3 separate regions of the Mus musculus genome follow, and all the other regions are linked to region 1. The links are chromatin contacts, called in public promoter capture Hi-C maps. All regions are on one chromosome and are shown on one strand. The core of a region is the stretch at or near the end of the contact, and the rest is flanking DNA. Distances in the headings are between cores, read along the strand shown.

Evidence for each region. Promoter capture Hi-C pulls out the DNA fragments that hold promoters and counts their contacts.
Region 2: a promoter capture Hi-C map of liver shows a contact between it and region 1, with 3 times the contacts expected there. The contact joins the enhancer-like site here to the promoter of Prelp in region 1. A contact is called at or near these places in 5 of 39 promoter capture datasets (the HPC-7 cell line, hematopoietic stem and progenitor cells, liver and 2 more) and 1 of 115 datasets of contacts at active chromatin or transcription factors (pancreatic cancer cells).
Region 3: a promoter capture Hi-C map of liver shows a contact between it and region 1, with 3 times the contacts expected there. The contact joins the enhancer-like site here to the promoter of Prelp in region 1. A contact is called at or near these places in 2 of 39 promoter capture datasets (embryonic stem cells and liver), 3 of 484 Hi-C or Micro-C datasets (the G1E-ER4 cell line and Th1 cells) and 1 of 9 other capture datasets (pancreatic islet).

Annotation. Positions count from the first base shown.
Region 1 is chr1:133,918,469-133,923,610 of GRCm38.p6, forward strand. It overlaps Prelp (proline arginine-rich end leucine-rich repeat), which reads right to left and starts at 2,933. Exons shown (of 3, transcript NM_054077.4): 1 at 2,787-2,933.
Region 2 is chr1:133,224,795-133,229,936 of GRCm38.p6, forward strand. It overlaps a transcript of Plekha6 not described here. Among named protein-coding and RNA genes, the nearest start is that of Gm51648, 13 kb to the left of the region's middle. Within about 2 kb of position 2,192, at least 90 of the 459 cell types and tissues checked have an H3K27ac peak or open chromatin away from gene starts, as enhancers often do. A contact at or near this core is called in liver, pancreatic cancer cells and trophoblast stem cells, where this site is marked.
Region 3 is chr1:133,380,929-133,386,070 of GRCm38.p6, forward strand. It overlaps Sox13 (SRY (sex determining region Y)-box 13), which reads right to left. Exons shown (of 14, transcript NM_011439.2): 11 at 5,066-5,142; 12 at 4,538-4,681; 13 at 3,529-3,745; 14 at 1,372-2,996. The coding sequence ends at 2,723. Among named protein-coding and RNA genes, the nearest start is that of Etnk2, 20 kb to the left of the region's middle. Within about 2 kb of position 2,268, at least 12 of the 459 cell types and tissues checked have an H3K27ac peak or open chromatin away from gene starts, as enhancers often do. A contact at or near this core is called in liver, where this site is marked.

The DNA.
Region 1 (5,142 bases), core at 1,683-4,182:
TTCAAATTTCGGTTCTGACAGCGTGGATCTGGGCTTGAATCCTGCCTCTGCCTCTCTCTCCCCTTGGGCCCCAGGATTGACATCTGTATGAGGATGGGATGAGCTCACACATCTGAAGGCACGATCCAGAAACAAGACTCTGGAAATGGCAGGGACAATGTGTTTACAGAAGAGCAGGTTCTGGGAGAGGCTCCCTGAATTTAAAGTGCGGAAGTCCTCTTTCCCACCTGTCCTGTTTATGTGTTGTAAGAGCCCAGGGACTGTCAATGTTTGGACTCCTCCAGCGTAAGGCTGAGGTGCTGTGGGCCAATAAAGCCCAGGGTGAGGGGTTCTTCAAAATGCACAGCATGAACTGGGGTTGGGCAAAGCTCTCCTAGTTGTCGGATGTTAGTGGCACAAGCAACTTTAAAATGCAGTGTAGGTCAAAAAGTGCTAAAGCCAAGTTTAACACTTTTGCAGAGTAAACACCATATTCCGGTTTGAACAGGAAGAATGTAAACAGAATGGAGGTTGTATGGTTTTAGGGAAGGAGTCTGAAAGAACAGGCTTCCCATTCAGGGGAATGGGGAAGAAATCAGATGGACAGTCAGGTGATCTCTGAAAACTCACTGCCCTCTTTATCCACCTTTCTGCCTCTCTCCCTACCACCTTTAATCCTTGATGAAAGCCAAGAAGAATCCCTGTGATGCTGAATATGGCTATAGAGACAGATCCCACCCTGCAACTTGTGTTAGCTCGGGACTACTACACAAGCCTCAGTCTCCACATCTAAAAAACAGGCTTGCTGACCAAGTTTATTTTGGAGGTGCTAAAACCAGGGTTCTGTGCATATTATACAAGCATTCTACCACCTAGCTGCAGCCCCAGTCTGGATGCTGGAAGGGTTAAAATAGTTGATGTGCAAAGTGATTGCTCAGTGTGTATCCAGTGGTTGTTGGTACCACTCTGAAGTAATGGTTTTCCCCCCACCATCAGACTGCTTGGTTAACATCCTTCATTTCCCTACTGCTGGAGAAGAAGGGGTCCTTCTTACAGTGTAGGTACTCAGAGAAACTTCATTCCCTGTGTGGCTCAGAAGACTACATTGGACATTCAGTGTCAACTGATTGGAACTCCCCAGACACCCGTGCAAAGCCCGCTGTGTGTCTCCATCCTGACTTACTAACCCAGCTCTCCGCTTTCTGCAGAGGTGGGGACACTGGCTGGCAAATGGAAATCTCTCTTTTCAGCTGGTTGTGGCTTCTTCTGAGATCTAGGGCTTCTCCTTGTCTTTGTGGTTGTGGTTGTGGTTGTTGTTGTTGCTGTTGTTGTTCCTTCTAGCCTTGAGGTGCTCTCCTCAAGGAAGGTGAGGGTGGATAAGGGACATTATCAACTCGTCTGTCCTCTGAGAGAGTCAAATGGGACAGACCTGTGGGGTACGGGGAGAGAGAATCTAGAAGGGATGGTTGACAGCTAGTACTAGCTCTTGGGTACCTGGGACAGGTAGCTTAGCAGGTAAGAGGAGATAGACTAAGGTAGAATGTTCTTTGTAGAATGTTCCCCCGAAGTATGGTTGCCTAGTATGGATGATGTTAGTAATCACAAGAGAGTGCCTTGTTCCCTCCTGCAGTGGCTCTCAGCCCTCACTGTCAAGACTGCAGGGGCTCCTTTTTGAGGACACCACATAGCCCTTTATGTGAATCCCAAGGGAGTTAGGGGAGTCTCAGGATGTATTAACACAGCTCTGGACCTCTTGGGTTCTGTTTGATGGGTCTGTAATGAGTGTCTGTCCCTGTTTTACTAAAGCTTCCATATTCCCTGCCTACTGCTCAGGGCCCTCTGAGGATCAAGTAGTGCCCCCCTTCTTACTGCCATGGGGCCCCTCTATTGCAGGAGAGGGGGGAGCTGTGCAAATAAGACTCCCAGGTTCCCCTCCCTGCTTCCTCTACTTCAAGCCCCCTTACCAGCTGACTGGTCAGGATAATCTCAGAATAACTTCAGAGAGAAGAGTGTTTCTGACTATGTAGTGTGTGTGTGTGTGTGTGTGTGTGTGTGTGTGTGTGTGTGGAACTGTTAACTCAGGAGTTAGGGCCTCCAAGGCTTGCAGGCAAGCTTGACTTCTTTTTGTAAGAGCCAAGTGGTTTGGGGAGGGAGACAGGAATTCGGGCTGCTGAGAGGATACTGTGTAGGCTGGAGGGCCACTTTTCTCTCCCTTCTGCCTGATTAAGTTCAAAAGAAAGAAATTTTCAAAAAAAATCACTTGATTGTTCATATCCTCCCTGACCAGCCAAGGCGTGATTGTCTTTTGGCTCTGTCATCTCAGAAGGAAAACGCTGTCTCTGGTCAGGCAGTTGAGGAGGCACGTGAGAGAGTAAGAGACAAAACCCAGTGTGTGTGTGTGTGTGTGTGTGTGTGTGTGTGTGTGTGTGTGTCTGTCTGTCTATCTTTCTGTCTGTCTTCTGCAGTGCATGGTAATACATGAAAGGTGTAGAGAATTCGGTTCTAGTGTCCAGTTCCCATGGCAACACCTGCTCTGTTCAAATTCTGTGTGCGACACAGCTCTGTGTGCTCCACAAACATCTGCACTTAGAAAGTTTAACTTCAGCAGCAAGCAAACGCTAGGATGCAGGATGTTGGAGAGACAAGAGAGTGTCATCAGGAAATGAGGAAGGCTACATCTGAACTCTTTAGAGAGGAAAAATGAGAAGGAAGAAGGCCAGGAGGGAGGAAAGAAAGATTGGACAGAGCTAGAGAGAACCCCTGGAGGAAGGAGCCTTCTAGTCTTCTCCCCCACTGCCTGAACTTACCTGCACACACCTGCCTCTCCTCTGGACTCTGGGGCACTCTTCTGTTCCTCCCCACCCTTTGCTGGAGCTGTGGCAGCAGAGAGCCAGCTAGAAGTTCTGGTCTCCCAGTTGGTGCGTGTCTGCGTGTGTCTGCCTGACTTTTCTTCTACCAGATCCTATTGGGGTGGGGAGGTTAGTTTGGGGAGGGAGGGGCAGATCAGAGGGGGGAGGGCAGGGAGGAGGAGGGAGCAGAGGAGAGAGGGAGGGAGCTTGGGAAAGGAGAGATGACAACAATAAAGTCTTTATTTGGCAGCCAAAACTCCACAGACCTCATCCACACCCGATGCCCGCTAACGGCTCACTTTTAATAATGTTTCCTGCTGCTGCTGCTGCTCTGGAGAGGGACCGTTTGACCCGTGTTTGGAAACTAAGCCAAATCAAGAGAGGAAAGCACTTGGCAAGGCCTCTGCTTCTGTGCAGGCAGGGTGGGGTCGCTGGGTCCAGCCCTGGCCACTTGAGTTTCTAACAAGCGCCTTACTTCCCTGATGTCAATTCTTCAACTCACTGAGGAGCCACGAGACACTTTTCAGAGCATACACAGTGACAATATTTCCCTATCACAGCCCAGAAGCTTGCTAAGGGAGTGGAGACTCACTGTGCAGTGGGCTGATATAAGAGGTAACTACTGGTTTGGTGGCCACTCTGGCCTGAGGATCACACAGCCAAATTAAAGCAGGTTTCCAATTGTAAATCCGCAAGCCATTGTTCCTAGTTCCTGAGGACAGTGTTGGGGCTTTTCCTCCAGCTTTGTGTCACACACTCAGGTGAGGTTTGGGGGCTGTGTGGTCATCCCACAGAAACAGGATGATGCCAGGCTCCCCAATGCATATCCACTTCCTGGAAACCAATTCAAAAGTCTCTGTTATCTGAACAATGACCCCCACCCCCGTCCCCATCTGAAAAGTCAGGCACACTTGGCTTTAAGGTGCATTCAGTACAACTTCTGGCTCAGAACCTAAGGGAAACACTTACTCAGTCACCATTAGGTCATCAGAGACCTACAAAGCCCACAAGGGACTCTTGTCACTGTCCCCTAACTCTCAAAGTCCCCGGCTCTTCCACTCACAGGAAATAAAGTGTGTTCTTAGGCAAGTCACTTGATTTTGAGATGCCCCTATTTCTGTGTCTGTGTCTCAGGTAAGACCGTGGAGCTTCAGAAGGGATTGTAGGGAATCCTAGCCAGCGTAGAGATATAAATGTCACTCACTGCCTGTTTACCTGCCTTCTTGCTATCACAACCCCCAAAAGCCTGTGCTGGAGGGAGTTGTAGGGCCTTGCTTGTGTTAGGTCAGTGCTCTACTGTGGGGCCATGGACTGTGAGCCTGTTCCTTGGTCGAGCTAAAAGTTTGAAGCCCCAGAGACCCTGAAGGGATCTAAGGAGTTTTGCCTGTTCCCAGGCACCAGGCCCCTGTCACCAGCCTCAGCCTCCCTCCTCACCCCCATAGATTTGTGGCCATCAGTCACTTGGGGGCAATGCCCCAAGCCCTTCCACATGTAGATGAGGCATCCTTAACATCTCAGACCAATTTAATAGGAAAAGAGATGTGATCTGTGGCCACTTAGGCTCAAGGCAGAGATCTCCATGCTAATGAAATACCTAGAGGCCCAGAGGGCATGGCCAGTAAGATTCCCTTCCCAGATGCTCCTCCCTGCAAAAGGTATTTAATCTCAGGCCTGCCCTGAGAAGTGGGGTATGGTTTTACACATTTACTTTCCACCATGACAATAAATGGTTTGGTCTCTTCAGACATGGGGAGCCATGGAGAAGGCCTTTGCCTACAGAGCCACTGTCTAATCTCCCATAGAAGGCCTCTCGGTGCTCCCTGCCACAACCACCACCAATCCTGCCACCCATGAAGCCAAGTGGGACTAGCTGGAGCTCCTCTTCTGCCCCCCTGTTCCCTGGACCTGGCCTAGATCCAGCCCTCAGGCCCCCACTCTGTTCTCAGCTCTTCTGGGACTTCCAGGAGCACCTAGATGTCCAAGAGCCTGAGAACCCCATGGACCCTGACTTGTCATAGGCTCGGGCACCCCCAAGCCAGCTCCAGCTTTCACAGGTCTCAGACTCCCAGTGCCTCCCCGCATCCCACACCCGCCTGGCCCACAGCCCTACACTCTACCACTGAGCCGTGCCCATAGCCTTCAGATACACACAGGAGGCCATCACATCATCACCTAACACCCAGATCAACAGTTACCACCTCATGCTAGTGTGGTGGCTACTGCCAGTAATCTCAGCACTTAGGGCCTGAGGCAGGAGAATTGCTATTAGTTTGAGGCCAGCATGGAAAACTGAGTTAGACATTCTCAAACCAAA
Region 2 (5,142 bases), core at 942-3,441, 690 kb before region 1:
CTCCCATGCTGTCCCATTTCTGTCTGCTGCTGCTCTCCCTACCCTGGGAAAGCTGATATGGTGCAATGGAGACTCTGTGCCCTGGAGGTTGACATCTACCCTTTAACCTAACATTTGTTGACTTCAGTTCTAGCCATCTCAGTAGTCATAATCATTTTTAACCCAGTATTGGGGATGAAGCTCATTGGTAGGACATTTATTCAGTATGCACAAGTTCTTGGGGTCTCCATTCACTCACCCCATTATTTGAATTCAAATAGTAGAATGCTAAATTCACTTCACCTTCCACTCACTATCTCTTGGAGACCATGCCATATCAACCATTGTCAGAGGGTGGGTAAGCTTCATTTGACTTTAGAGAGGCTAAGTTTAAGGAGAAGCCTGGCTGCCCTGGAAATGCTGAATAGGAAGTTGTGCTCCTGGAGATCAAGCGTGGAGCCTGAAAATGGAGCCCATGAGAGACAGTGGCAAGGAGGTCAGCCACCTGAGTCTGTCACCTTGGCCTACAGATCAAATATTTCCCTCAGCAGAAATGAAGCATTGCATTGTGCCGACTGGGCCAGGGCCACTCCAGAGGTCACCAGGCTGGATGTCAGAAAGTGGACAGAGAAACAGGAAACCAAGCCTTGAGGGAACAGTAAATAGTAAGGCTGTTGACTGGTCTCTCCTGAGTCAGAAGAAAAGCAATAAAGTCGGGTGTGGCATTGTGATGGGGAGGGACAGTGGATACCTGCTGAGTGTCTGATGTACACCTCCTGCCTGCAACACCTTCTCTTATTGAACCGGTACCCTGAGGTAGCATCCTTAACATCATTTTACAGATGAAGACATTTAGACTCAGAAGTCAAGGGACCATTCCCCAAAGTCAGCAAGTAAGAGTATTGGGCTTTAAAGCTTTCTCTTTCCCTTCTGCCAACCAAGGATGCCAAGTCGGGCTGGCAGTCCCTCTCCAGCTTTGCCAGGCCATTCCATTTCTGGCTTCTACATTTGTCACCATGACTGCTACCATCTTTTGCCATTCTCATGTTTCCTGATTGGGTTGTCTGTGCCAAAATAAGGGAAGGGGGTGGCCCTCTGAGGGTGCTATGCAGAACATTGGAAAAGGAGAGGAGAGAAAGGTGTATTTTAAAACTTCTGTATGTCAGACCCACATCTTCTACCAGAATGATTTAAAAAACAAATCTCAAAATCTTTGCTCCTAAGCTGGGAGTTTGGCCTGCATTGTTATGGCTGTGACCACTTTGGTACCAGGACCTGAACTGCTGGTGGGGATTGGGGTTGAGAAAGCGGTAGACAGCTCCTGGCAGGACTGTCTGTGTGCTTGCTCAGTTGGCTGGGCTTGCTTTCAGGAGCTACTGCAGCTAGGGGGCTGTCTGCTACTAGGGAGCAAGCCAGGAGCACCGGAAGGCAAGGTGGGCAGTAGGCGGCAGGCTGGGGAGCAGGGCCCTGCTAGGTTATGTAGGACCCAGCCAACCTGCAGCTCCAGACTCCACATATCACCTTTTCAGAGTTCTTCTCTTGGGTTTTCAGCCAGTGTTTCTTCAGTTAACACCGGAGGGAGGGGAGAGCAAGAGCTCTGATGCGAGAGCCTTGCCTGAAGGCTGGGGAAAATTCTTCATCCCAAGCTCCTTCTCTTTCTCATGGGAGCTGAAGCCGAGGCAGCTGTCACAGCTGCCACCATGGGCACATTTCTTGCAACAGGAGTGCTGCTTCTCCTCTTCTCAGTCAGCGAGTGCTCTGCGTCTCTCAGCTGGGCTCTAACTCTCAGCATAAAAGGTAAAATTAGGGAGCTTGGAAGTGTTAGCTAGGAAGGACTGGGGCTACCCAAACCTTCCAGGGAACATCAGAGAGGACTATGTCACCGTAAAGGGGTGTCCATTCTCCCTTACCCCCTCTCCCTTTCAGGTGTCCCCACTTTTCTCCTAACAAATACGATCCTGGATCCCTCGACCTTGGGGCCTCCCATGGAGCTATCTCATTTTTGGAATGAAATATGGATATCGATGTACTCGGAGTAAGGGATCAGAGAGAGGCCTTACAGAGGTGGGTCTGTAGTGGAGTGTCCAGTGAACTCATGTCTCTGGGAGAGCTTTGGTGTGGCAGGCACTTGGCTCCCTTCTGGTGTAGCTAAACTAACCAGTGGCTTCCGGCACGATCTCCATGTACAGTTACTTTGAATCAGCAGGGAGAGTCAGAGCTGTGAGAGACAAATGCCAGGAGCACTTTATTCTCAGTGCAGGGCAGGAGGGAGGCCAATGCCTTAGGTGGGTGGGGCTGGCATTATGCCTGGATATGGATATTTGGACGGGAAAGTGATTAGAGGCGGAGGGTGAGGCTGGCTGAATGCTGTTCTGGGTTTGCGTGTTATCAAGCCGCAAGAGGCAGAACTCGGCAGACTACCTAAGAGAGGTTGATGGGCAGGCGGCTTTGGTTTGCTGCCAGGGCCCATTTGAGCTGTAACTGGCCTTGTGGGCAGCACATGCTGTGAGACAGGATTTAGCCGGGATCTGGCTGGGATGGTGGGTGGGCCAGGATGAATGGGGCTCAGCGAGAACATGGAGGTTGGATTTGAAAAGTAGATTTAGGGGTGATGAGATATGCATTAGAAGAGCTAGAGACAGACCTGGAGTGGTTGGAAATGAATATCAGGGGGTGCTGGGGGATGTTCTAAAGTTGCAACCGCCCAGGAGTTCTCGGCTCCCTGTGGAGATGTAATCTGGAAGAGAAAACCAGGGTTGCCTGCTGCCTTTGAGGAAATCAGTGTTTGAGTGTGTGATAGGCAGTGTGAATTTGGCAAAAACAGGAACTCAGTGCCTTGGGGTGGGGATAGGATGGGCCAAGCACACTGCCCCTCAGTAACAGTGTAATTAGCAGTTTGTGTGGTGTGGTTATTTTTTAAATTGTGGGAATTTAAAGAAAATATTTCTCATTTATGTCACCAGCTTCTTCTAAATAGAATTTCCAGTATTGACTGCTTGGTAGAAGCCTCCGTGTAGGGTTCTGGCCCACAGGCAGCAGCAACAATCATTGGTTGTATCAGTATTCCAGCTCAGAGCCACAGCAATGTGTGTCTACTCTGCTGTCCTAGCCCGTGCGGGACATCAGCAATGTGTGTTCATCTGCTGTCCTTGCCAGTGCGGGACATGCATTCTCAGCTCTCCCTCTCTTGGCACTGCATCAGGTACAGGATGGGTAAAGGTGGAAGGGAGCCGACTCTGACCCTCATGGGGCTCCCTGTAATAATGCAGGGAGCACCTATTCCCCCGGTGCAGATGAAGAAGGAGCTGAGAGAGGCTGCCCTCTGTGAGTCGGTGGGAAGAAGCAGCAAACTCATGATCCAGTTCCTAACCCAGTTCCTAATCACGTGCTGGTCCTGGTGCACGTCCCTCTGGTCAGTCAGCTCCGTTCTTTATGTGCCTCCCTCTGCTGGTTCACCCCAACCCCCACCCCCACCCCAGCCAAATGTAGAAAACACTCCTTTGGGTGGAGAAGCCCTACTCTGTGGCCTCCAACTGTGTCTTGCTGATGGGGTGCTCACAGCCACGCCCACAGCCTACTGAATATCTCAGGTATTATTTATCACCTCAGCCAAATTGTCTTTCTGTCTTCAACTTGAATTATTTAAAATGTAAAGAGGACAATAAAATTAGAGTCTCATAGAAGCATGGGGATCCAGGGTGGAGAGGGAGCCTCGGTGAACATTAAATCATAAAGTTACCAAACCCTTCCTGGTGCTCTGTAGTTGGCAGTGGTATCTTCCCAGAGGCTAAGCTAACATGCTTGTGGTTTCCACCCCCACCCATGGCCAGCACCAAGGGAGGCCAAAATCTCCAAAGTTTAGGATCTTTTTTCTTAACTCTTATGCTCAAATTAAAAACAGTCATAGAGAGGTCATCTGCCCTTTGAGTCCCAAGGTTTCAAGTTTTGGCTTATGGCAGATAAGATGAATTAAGAAAAGCAAAGAGAATGTATTTTTCTTTTTCTCTTTCTTTCTTCCTTCCTTCTTCCTTTCCTTTCCTTCCTCCCTTTCTTCCTTTTCCTCTCCTTCTTCTCCTCCTTCTCCTCTTTTTCCTCTTCCTCCTCTTCTTTTTGAAAGCAAACTGTATTTCGTGTGAAGGACTTCTCTTGTGATGCGAGATGTGTTACAATATCCTGAGGTTACAGCTTCCTGTCTTTTCATGGTGGACAGTGAGGAGAGATGGTATTGGGCTTTATGATTTCCTTATTTGGCAAAAACCAAAAGCTTGGCAGCCTTACATTGGTTCCTCAGATTTCAATATTTGAAGTTTTACTGGCCCATGTAGTCCACAGATTTTGCTTCCAGCATTTTCTCTAAGCGGATCCTCTGCTAAGGCCTCCTTCGGGCAGCCTCCTGCAGGCTCAGTTTCTGATCCCATCCTGGCCCCTTTCTCTGCAGCCCTCACGCCCAGGGAGTTCAAACTGAGTTTTGGCTTCCCTGCAGTTCCCAAGATAAAGGAGGTTTCCTCTCCAAAACAAGGCCACTGGCCAGGGGTCAGCTCTTACTTCCTCTTCCGTGTCCTGGATGACTCCAATGGAGACTCCTTTCCAGCTGCTGGGCTGGGGCTTGTAGCTCCTGTCCAGAGTCGTCTTTTAGAAATGATGATATCATCTGCCCTCGGAAACCACAGAGGGGATTTGTGGAGTATATTTTGGGAGCGGTACACAAGGTCTGTTTTGCACTTGGGAGTCTTGGTACCTAGTATCAGTCATTTATAAACATCTCTTTATGTGGCTAGGGAAGGGACATTTACAATGTTCAATTTCTAGTGCCTGAAGTCTTGGCTTCTCCTGAGCGCTCAACTATAGATGGTTACTCTTCCAAATCGGAGGCTCCCAGAGGCCTTAGAGCATCAGAATCATTCCCCTTCTGAGGATTTAGACCTGAGAGTCTGAAAAATATGTGGGATTCCCCAGGCAGGTCCCCAGTTACCAGACCCTCAGGCTTGTGGTTTCTCTGAACATGTGTGTAGACTTGTAGGTGCAGAAGCATTGGGGGGAGATTAAGTTGGAACCACCCTGGAAATTGAACTGGATTCTCTTTTTCTGAGGTACATTTTTTGGTCCTTTCTCAGAAGCACAAATTAGGCTCTTCTAGTTCAAGAAATTTCTATATTAGGCAGG
Region 3 (5,142 bases), core at 1,018-3,517, 540 kb before region 1:
TGGCCCCTGCCTCAATGCCGGATAGGGGACCAAGGTGTAAGGACAGCAAGAAAGAAAAAACAGCCAGAGCTCTGAAGGACAGAGCCAGGAGTCAAGACACTCCCTCATCAACTGGCCCTGGGTCTTGGCAGTGTGTGGTCTTTCTTTTCTTTCTTTTCAATATTATTATATGTAAGTATACTGTAGCTGTCTTCAGACTCCAGAAGAGGGCATGAGATCTCATTACAGATGGTTGTGAGCCACTATGTGGTTGCTGGGATTTGAACTCAGGACCTTCAGAAGAGCAGTCAGTGCTCTTTAACTGCTGAGCCATCTCCAGCCTGCAGTGTGTGGTCTTAATCCCTCTTTATCTACTTTCACCCACATGTAAAATGAAGAAATCCTCTGCAATGCCAAGTTTGCCCCATAGTTAAGTTTCCTCTACTTCCCAACATCTTTGCTGAAGGTAAGGTTTTGTGTGTGTGTGTGTGTGTGTGTGTGTGTGTCTATAGCCAAAATAGTGAACGTTGAGCCTATCAGCTCAGGTTCAATCTCACAATACCCAGAGCATCTCTTAGCCACCCAGAAACAGTCTTCTCCCTCTTGCCCCATGTGGTGGCTGGATGACCCTGGCCTCCTCTGATGACCCCTCATCCTCAAAGGCCGATTCTCAGCCCTTCCAGGTGATGCAGCTTTTCCTAAAGAAGGGGTTTGGACTTGGAACCCAAGCTCTGTGAGGAACATACACTATGCACGCGCGCGCGCGCGCACACACACACACACACACACACACACACACCCGCGCCTCATGGAGGACAGAGCCTTTGTTAACCTGGACCATTTCTTTTACAAGAGCTGCTGTTCCTCCATACCATGTTGATGGTATGAGTGTAACCAAGACCTGTCTTTACAGAACCCCATTAATTTTGAGGAATTCTGTCCTTTCCTCCAGTGACGATTCTGTCACAACTATGGCTTTGAGATCCCCATTCTAAGTGTTGGGTCATGGAGTTTTGAAGACCATCACTAGATAAGTATGGCAGGGAGCCCTCCTGAGTGTCTGTGTGTGAACCCTGTTGCGGAATGAGCCCACAGCTTTCAATGGATCCAAGTGACTCCCTCTCCCAGACGGTAAGATTCATGAGGAAGTTTTAAGACTTATTCCTTTCAGTGAAGGGGGGAGCTGAGCCACTGTCCCTCCAGGCTGCTGCAGTGCCTCCCTCAGCAGTGTGTCTGTCACAGGCCTGTCCTAGGTCTCCGTCCGGTCAAAGCCATTACTTTCAGACACTTTGCCTGATGCTCCCACATGCTGCCACCAGGGGGCAGCAGCGACTGGCTGGCGCTAGACTCGAGAATTCGGCCAGGCCAGCCTCCCAGCAGAGAAAGGGCACGTCCTGAAATGGTCGGTCTTTATTACACCCATCAGAAAACAAATATGCTGGTTAAGTTATTCATCATTATCTTCTTAGTAACAAAATAAAGCACTATCTATGTTTACAGTCATAAAAAGAAACAGTCTGGAGAGAAATAGGGTCAACAGCGGTGGGGAGGGAAGCACCTGGCCTTGTGGGGTTTGGGGTCTTTCCCTGCCCCAGGGCAGCTCCAGATCTTTGACTAGGTGCTAATGATTTCCTTGGGATACAACCAGGAAGCTAATTTAGGAGGAAAGGGGGGGGGGAGGGAAGAAGCCACCCTAAGCTCATGAAGAAGGGATGGAGACCAGCTGCCATGGGGTCCCCTCTGCAGGGCTGTCACTGAGAAAAAGATCCTCATGACTGCGGCACACACGTTGGGAATCAGGGCAGAGCCCCCTTGGAGGCCTGGGCTGGCTCTCACGGCCCTGGGAGCTAAAAATGGCTCCGTGGGAACTGACTGGCAGAGTCTGAAGGGAGGGAAGGGGTCATGGGGGTCAGGAACTGCCAGTCCCAGGGGCAGGCTGGGCCCTACAAACACCCAGAGGATACAGCGGGTGTGGTGGGACAGGGACAGACGGAGGAGGAAGAGGGAGAAGTGTACATGGGGAGAAAATACGCAGAACCTGAGACACCAGACTGACAAAGAGGTAGCAATGTGGGGACAAAGGAACACAGAAGCAGCCCCCAGAGAAGCATCAAGACACACATCACAGAGCTCACGGGCGTGCCTGGCTCACAGTGACACTCAGCAAATGCCTTCTGCCAAGAGTGGCGTGATGAACATGTGTGGGCCGCGCACAGACACACAGTAGCCAGAGGCACATGGACTTGGAAGACAAAAGACAGCACAGCCAGACTGCAGAGTTCAAAGTAACCCAGGTGGCAGAGGGGTGACCTGGGAGCTTGTAGGGCAGGTGTGTTGTCCCACAATGGCTGGTCTGGACCAAGAAGAAATGGAAACAAAGCATGTGACCTCAGGGGGGCAGGTGTGTCCCTGTCATCCCCTTGAGTGGGTGGGCAGACAGGAGGAAGTACATCCAGTGGTCCCTGGCCATTGTCCCCAAGGGCTAAAACCCTCAGCAAGCTTTGTCCACCACGGCCACATGACTCCCACCCAGCCAGGCCATTGGCTCCTCCGATGGGCCCAGAGGTGTGATGAAGAGGAGGACCCCCATCTTGGGAATGTATCTACAAGTGCAGTTTCACCCATCACCTGGCCACACCCAAGTCCAAGTACCAAGATAGTTCAGGAAGGCTGGCTGTGCCTGTCCGGATGGGAACAAGGTCTTTCCCCCAGCGGTGACGGGCCGGGCCCAGCGAGCTGGGGATCAGTCTGTGAGTACCACCAGCTCCTCATCACTCTTCTCGTCACCCTCTGAGTCCTCGTCCTCGCTGTACCGGTACATCTCTCCATCGGCCACCGAGTGCCTGTCATCTGTGCCCTCCCCTTCCTCCCGGAGACTGCAGGTATTGATGATGACAGGCATGTTGGGGTCCAGGCCCTGGGGGTCATAGTGCTCCACCAGTGGACGTGCCAGGGGCAAGCCCGCTGCCCGAGGGAACAGGATATCTGAGCTCACCTGTGCCTGGCCAGCCTGCGGGCTGAGAGGCAGAGAAAATTCGCAATTACAGATGTACCCATGTGCCCTCCCAGCCCTTCCAGCCCTCCCTGCAGGCTGGGTAACCGGCATACTCTGGCCCTTGCGTGTGCTTCCTGATGGCCAAATTCACTGCCAGCTATAGCTCGAAAGCTCAGAGTCGAGGGTATGTTGGACGGTGGCACGTGAATATTATTTTGTTTTAGTGTCATTGACCACAGAACTCTACCCTAGTGCCTGTCATGGTCAAATAAGGGGCCTTCCTACGGGATGAATACCTGTGGTGTTCTCAATTTGCCCTGCGTTTGTCAGGCTGCAGGTGCCCCAGTTTAGGTCTTATACCCAACTCCCAGTCACCAGTCTCGCACACAGTCATTATCCATCAGGGGTCACACACAGGCAGATGGCACACAACTCTGCTCCCAGATCCTTGCTGGCTGCTCTGCCTGCCTCACACAAAGACCAGACACACACACAACCCCAGTCTCTCACAGCAGCCACAAGCCGCCTCTGGCCACCAGGGAGGGCCTGCTCACGGGATGGTGTAGCTTTGGCGAGCACCCTGGCGCCGTGTCCTCATCAAGGCCTTGTACTCGCCCACTCGCAGCCGCCGGCCCTCCACGACACAGGTACGCTTAGGCCTTGGCTTGTACTTATAGTCAGGGTATTTCTCCAGGTGCTGCCGGCTCAGACGGGCCTGCTCCTCGTAGTACGGCTGTTTCTCCTGGTTGGTCATGGACTTCCAGCGAGAACCTGATCCAATACCAGGCAAAAACTAAGGGCCAGACTCTCGTGGTACCCCACCAGGTTCCAAGCCCTAGCTAGAAGTCCTGATTGGACCCTGGTCTTCAATTGGGATCAAAAATGATAAGGCATAAGCACTCATCAAGGGCCTGGCCAAGTGTGGATGCTCCCTGGATGCTGGGCCAGGAAGAGATGAGGCTGGCAATGACGGGGAGTCTGTACCATTCTCATGTCAAACAACTCGGCACCCCTGAGAGGTCTCCGCCCCAAAGGCATTCACGAAAGAGCAGCCACTCCAAGCCATCAAGTATCCGATGTGAATCTGGGGTGTAGCTCAGTGGTAGAGCATGGGCCAGGGTAGACATGGGAAAGCCGAAAACAACCCTGGTGTTCCAGACAAGAAACCCGCGCAGTTACTGGAGGGGACTCAGCCATGAAAACACCACCCTTATTCAGACTTGTCGGCCCTGCCCGCTCCTCAGCCTCTGACACAAAGTCTCTATACCAATGGTCCACAATGCTAGTCTCTATTTTCTGCCAAAGCACAGGCCATAAGAGGCACCGGGTGTTTGGAGGTGGTAAAGAATACACAAAATCCCAAGGGGAGGGACAACCAAAAGAGCCCTGCGCTGGTACAAGGTCCTAGGATCCAGCTGCCAAGAACATCTCAACTGCTACACCTGGTAAGATTCTACCAGGATTCAATAAGGCATGAAAACTCCAAACAGACCCAGTCCTACTGAGCTATGTCCCCTGGGCTCAACACCCTGAGCTGCAGAGGACCCACGCCCTGGCCCTTACCAAGGATCTTGCTGATGCTGGAGTTATGCATGTCTGGGAAGGCCTGGAGAATTTTCCTCCGTTCATCCTTGGCCCACACCATGAAGGCATTCATGGGTCTCTTGATGTGGCTGCTGTTCCGAGACTCGGAAAAATGACGGGAGCCTGGAGGATGGGTAGGTAAGAGTCAGGCAGGCAACAGCTTTGGGGCTGGCAGAGATATCCCTTGCATGGCCACCAGGAGGCACTGATGAGGCTCATAGAGAAGTCAGCTCAGGCCTAGCAAGGCAGGAAGTAGAGGATGAGGAGGGAAGCGAAGGCCAGCGGTAAGCAGAGGCCCACCACGGCCAGAGAACAGGCACAGCAAAGATCCAGAGAAGCAGGGCTCCACAGAGTTGTTACAAGATACCAGAAGACGACCCACGGATAGAGACACCAGGGAACAATGGAGACACATGCCAGGAAGGACCCAAGAAAGGAGGGAGGAAGGAATCAGGGACGGACACAGCCCTAGTGGAGTTAAGTGGCGCCCAGCGCCAGAGCTCTCACCATCCATGTCACAGCTCAGCATGGCTTCCTCCAGGGGATGCACACAGCTCTCCTCCAGCCGCTCCTTGGCCGGGGAG